Regions from separate parts of the Sus scrofa genome. Here region 1 is linked to region 2. Evidence: chromatin contacts called from public Hi-C data. All regions are on one chromosome and are shown on one strand. The core of a region is the stretch at or near the end of the contact, and the rest is flanking DNA. Distances in the headings are between cores, read along the strand shown.

Region 1 (2,750 bases), core at 10-2,509, 120 kb after region 2:
TCTGGACCATTTGCTTACTTTGGGTTTTCAACACGGACACATACTGAAGATCTCCTGAGCAAATGTCATTTTGGAAGGACTGACCACATTCAACCCACACGGACAAGAGAGCGATAGCTCAGAATAGCAAACACAGAATCTGTAAATAATGAATATAAGCATTACGCTGAACAAAAAGCAAGCGAATTCCTTTACACGTCTCTCGGAGACAAACTAAGGAAACCCTTTCCCCTCCCTTACCCGCCATGAACCTCTGTGGGGGAGGGACCTTAGCTGTATTGAGTTAACATCTGTAAAGCGCTTTAGAGTTGTGTTTGGCGCTCAATAAAGTAGTTATTATTATTCTTAGCATCTAGCATATATATACATCAATATATATTGGCTAGAGAAATAAATAAGAAACCAACTTTTGTGGAATTCCTATCACCCCACCACTGGAAAACAATGATTATGGCCACAGCGTGGAGGATCATAATTGCCATGGCACAACATAGACAAACCACTACCGGAGCAGAATAATTATCAGAGTATTGCACAGTTAGGGTTGCAGGGTCTGGAGAAGAGAGGCAACTCTTTATGAGTTCTTCCAAAGCTCTAGGACAACAGAGTCTTGTTCTTCAAAGCAGCAAAAAACACAGGCCAGCTCTCTGATCGCCTTCCAGCCCTGCAGAGGGACCTCTTCCTAAACTTCCACCCCCAGGAATTACCCCTTAACCCAGTTTCAAGAGGCGGGGGGGGAACAACCAGAATCTTTGTCAGGTCCTCCGCGCCCCGCCCCCTCGGCCAGAGCCCCGCCCAGCCTGACGTCCCCCTCCCCCACAGGCTCCCCTCGCCGCAGCCCTCCCCTCCCCTCCTTGTCTCCGCCCCTTCCCCTTCTTCGCTCCCTACCCCGGGCCCTGGCGGTTCGCGGAGCCGTTCGCTGGGGAAGAGAAGCCGCCAGCGCGGCGGCAGTGGCGGTCTCCCGGGGCCAGCGGGGCGGGCGAGGAGGGGGCGGGGCCTGGCGGGAGGGGGCGGGGCGGGCATCCGCTTGGAGCGGGCCGCTTCTTGCGCCGCGCAGGGACAGACGCGCCAGCAGGCTCCCGACCCCCAGGCGCGCGCTCGCCCCCTCCCGGGCTGCCGGAAGAGTTTCTCCCCGCTGGCCTGGTACAGCTGACGGAGGAGGAGTGGCCCGCTCCCGGCTGGCCGGCGCCGGGGGTGAGGCATCTAGGAAGGGGCTGGGGGCGCCCCAGGGGCCGAGCATCCCTCTCCTCCGCCTGCCGGCCCCCGCTCCCCGCCTTCCCTCCTCCTCCCGCCCGGTCGCCCCCCCACCGCCTGTGACCCTCCCCCCCGGCCGCCTCCGGAGCCCGACGCGGTAAGTGCGACTTTCTTCTGGGCGTCGGGGAGGGGGCAGCGGCTGGCCAGCCGCGCGCGGAGGCCCGCTTCCCGATCCCACGCGACCCTTCCGCCCGGCCGCGGCAGCCCAAGCCCGTGGGGCCCTACTGCAGGCGGTCCCGGGGCGCCTCGGTCTGGAGGGGTGGGCCGGGCGGGGACCTCCCCTAGCCGCGCCCGGGGCTCGAACCCTGGTCCGGCAGCCGAGAGCCCCAGAGCGGCGTCTGGGCCGCCCTTGAGTTGTGCAAAGTTCTGGATGCGGCGTCTGTGGCCAAACGGCAGAGGCGTGTACCGCTGTCCAGAATCAGCGCTTTCTCCCCGTACTCTTGTATCAATAAAACAAACTGGAAACCATATCGGATTTTTTTAAATTGTTACCCGCAGGCTATCATAATCTAAGTTTTAAAGGAGTTAGTTGCCTCACCCTCAAAAGGGGACTTTATTTCAATAAAACCCGGCATGTCTGGTCGAAACTTTTTCATTTGGCATCAGTGCATAATTGGATCAGAAGCTGACGAAGAAAGTTTGCTGTATCAAAGAGTAAAGCATTTCTGCCCTCTTTATTATCGTTCCATTTTAAAAAATATTATTGAATAATTGATACATTCACAAAATTCAAAAACTATGAAAGAGGTATACAAAACCTCTCTCCCCACCCACCAGTATTACTAGTTTCTTGTGCATCTTTCCAGAGAGTATGTATATACCAACATCCCTTCTGCTTTAAAAAAAAAAAATGAAACTGTTGTGTACTAAGCGCCTAGCAGTTTCTGGTACCCAATAAATGGTAATTGTCTTTTCCCTTTAGAAAACAATTTAATAATTCTTTTTGGTTATTAGACCACTGAAAAACCATTAATGATTTTTTTCCTGGTTTTAAACATTGCAAATTTGATTTTATTGTGAATATTTATGTTCTATTGGCTTGTCATAACTGTAAATACTATTACACAAAGCTGACACTGATATTGTGGGGGAATGGGACAAGTAGAGAGAAATCAATATGAAATTGTAAGAGAATAGAACTTAATACATACAATAGGTAGTTTCAAAAATGATTTAAAGCAACTTAGGGTCCATATGGTACTGTATCGCAAAACAAAACTAAATGAGAAAATTGAGGCAGAGCAGTGGGGAAAAAAGACTACAAAGTCAAGGATAAGATAATACCAAGTGCCTACTATCAGATCCTGTAGTTGAAGTGAGTCAGAGTTTTGGCTCTGGGCTTTTCCGAGAAGCAGCCCAGGGCAAAAAATGAAAGGAATAAAGTAAGTTTCGGTGTGTTTCTAATTCCAAGATAAAAGCAAACCAGTTCTTCTGCCTAAACAGGGCTTTTTTTTTACTAATGAAGTCTGAGAGGAACATTGTCCATGGGCCGTAAT
Region 2 (2,850 bases), core at 165-2,664:
GAGTAAAATCAATCACAAATCCTTTTTTAGAAACTCCAAAGTGACTCGAATGTACTCTTCATAAGTACCAAGTCAGGGCTCATCTCCTCCTACATCTTGCACAGAAAATGGGGCTTTGAAGCGTCCATCTCATGTGCAAACATTGCATATTTGTGCAGATGCTGCGGGAAGCCAAGGAGAAGGAGAAGCAGAGGCTGGCCCAGCAGCTCACAGCCGAGAGGACCGCGCACTATGGGATGCTGTTTGATGAGTATCAAGGTTTGTCACACCTGGAAGCCCTGGAAATCCTGTCCAATGAAAGTGAAGGCAAGGTATGACTGTCCCAGCCATTGGAAGTAGCATGTTCACGAATGTGTTTTCTTAAACATGAAAGAAAATCTGTGATTAAAATATCTCATTTTTTTTTAATTTTCAAAAAATCTTTTTGTCTTTTTAGGGCCACACCCACAGCATATGGAGGTTCCCAGGCTAGGGGCCAAATTGGATCTGTAGCCACCAGCCTACACAAGAGCCACAGCAATGTGGGCTCTGAGCCGAGTCACACCACAGCTGACGGCAATGCCTGATCCTTAACCCACTGAACGAGGTCAGGAATCGAACCCGCGACCTCATGGATGCTAGTCAGATTCGTTTCCACTGAGCCATAACAGGAGCTCCTAAAATATTTCATTTTTAGGTGCTGAGGTCACCAGTACTCTACAGCCTGATGACCCCTTCGGGCTCCATAGTATTTCATCTCTGTCCTGTGCCAAGCTGTTCCCTCTCATCAGCCCCAAGAGGGCCAGCACCATAGGAATCATCACTAATCCCGCTCACAGTGCAAAGGCTGCTCAAACACCTGGCCGTCAGTGCCTGGCCTGTGCCTCCCTTTGGTGACATGGTACCCAGATCAGAGGGGACCTACCAGGACACTTCTTCATTCCTACCCAGTGGAAAAAAAGCAGCTCAGACCACAAGCTTTTACTATATTTAGTTTTCTGGGCGATGGGGTTATTTATTCACCCATTTGCTGGAATGCCTGGGCCACAGAGGGCAGGGTTATCTTACCGGGGGTTAAAGTTCTGTTTTGCAATGCTCCTGAACACGACTCTGGGAAACTACCTCCCGGCCCTACACCTTCTCGCTCTCCTGCTATGATCCCAAGAACACAAAACATGAAAAGCCGAAATCAGCAGGGTTGGTGACTTCTTTGTTTTTTCAAGTTTCTGTGTGTGTGTCTCAATTGTATATGTGTCTTTATTGAGCAAACACTTATATGGCTCTTTATATAATCACTAATCAAAGCACTTCAAAGCTACTAACCCATTAATTGTATATACAGTTCCTTTGTGTGAAGGTCAGGCTGACTGTACCCTGGGGTGTTTTTCCAGGAGAGGCCAAAGGACAGTCCCTCTGGACTTCCTGGGGGGAGCCGTGGGCCATCCCAGTGACAGTCACTGGGGAAGGCAGGTCCTCAGGCAGGAAGCTGAACTTGGAAGTGAGCCTTAGAAGGGAACAGTGATTTTTTGACTCTCCCTAGGCTTTGCCCTCTTCTGGTTGGACTTTGAGGGGTTTGAGACATTCTTAAGCCCACCTAGTCAGCGAAAGGTGACCTCTGCCATATTGCAGACAACCAAGACCCAACATGATGGACACAGGCACACCCACAAGCTTATAGAGTTACAAGGAACTAAGTATGTTTCCTTTTTTGTTATCCATAAGCCATCATTGACAGTGTTGTGGTTAGACTGTTAACCAATAATTTTTTTAAAGCAAAATCATGGCTCATACAGATATCGCATGAACACAAATCAAAGAATTTATTTCATTCCTTAATTAAATGGAAAAAAAGGCAGATTTTTGTTGTTTGGTTTTGTTTTTGCCACACTCATAGCATGGACATTTCCAGGCCAAGGATGGAATCTGAACCGCAGCTGCAACCTATGCCACAGCTGCAGCAAGGCTGAATTTTTAACCTACTACACCACAGCGGGAATTCCCAGACAGATGTTATTTTGTTGTTGTTCAATTTTTTTTTAATTTCCCCAATACATTATTTTTCCTTCTACTGTACAGCACGGTGACCCGGTTACACACACATGTACACATTCTATTTCCACACATTCTCATGCTCCATTATAAGTGACTAGACATAGTTCCCAGTGCTACACAACAGGATCTCATTGCTAATCCATTCCAAAGGCAGTAGTCTGCATCTATCAACCCTAAGCTCCCAATCCATCCCACTTCCTCCTTCTCTCCCTTGGCAACCACAAGTCTATTCTCCAAGTCCATGATTTTCTTTTCTGTGGAAAGGTTCATTTGTGCTGTGTATTAGATTCCAGATATAAGTGATATCATATGGTATTTGTCTTTCTGACTTACTTCACTCAGGATGAGAGTTTCTAGTTCCATCCATGTTGCTGCAAATGGCATTATTTTGTTCTTTTTTATGGCTGAGTGGTATTCCATTGTGTATATAAACCACATCTTCCTACTCCAGTCATCTGTCAATGGACATTTGGGTTGTTTCCATGTCTTGGCTATTGTGAATAGTGCTGCAATGAACATGTGGGTGCATGTGTCTTCTTCAAGGAAAGTTTTGTCCGGATATATTCCCAAGAGTAGGATTGCTGGGTCATATGGTAGTTCTGTGTATAGATTTCTAAGGTCCCTCCATACTGTTCTCCATAGTGGTTGTACCAGTTTCCATTCCCACCAACAGTGCAGGAGGGTTCCCTTTTCTCCACAGCCCCTCCAGCACTTGTTATTTGTGGACTTATTAATGATGGCCATTCTGACTGGTGTGAGGTGGTATCTCATGGTAGTTTTGATTTGCATTTCTCTTATAATCAGGGATGTTGAGCATTT

What was found. A called contact is a pair of places that touch in the nucleus more often than the background predicts.
Region 1: a Hi-C map of liver shows a contact between it and region 2, with 2.3 times the contacts expected there. The contact joins the promoter of KLHL5 here to the enhancer-like site in region 2. A contact is called at or near these places in 1 of 5 promoter capture datasets (fetal skeletal muscle), 2 of 47 Hi-C or Micro-C datasets (brain and liver) and 1 of 2 datasets of contacts at active chromatin or transcription factors (alveolar macrophages).

Annotation. Positions count from the first base shown.
Region 1 is chr8:30,360,325-30,363,074 of Sscrofa11.1, forward strand. KLHL5 (kelch-like protein 5) reads left to right here and starts at 1,260. Exons shown (of 15, transcript XM_021101108.1): 1 at 1,260-1,351.
Region 2 is chr8:30,239,892-30,242,741 of Sscrofa11.1, forward strand. FAM114A1 (protein NOXP20) reads left to right here. Exons shown (of 15, transcript XM_003128921.6): 7 at 159-311. Among named protein-coding and RNA genes, the nearest start is that of MIR574, 49 kb to the left of the region's middle. Within about 2 kb of position 1,415, at least 5 of the 83 cell types and tissues checked have an H3K27ac peak or open chromatin away from gene starts, as enhancers often do. A contact at or near this core is called in liver, where this site is marked.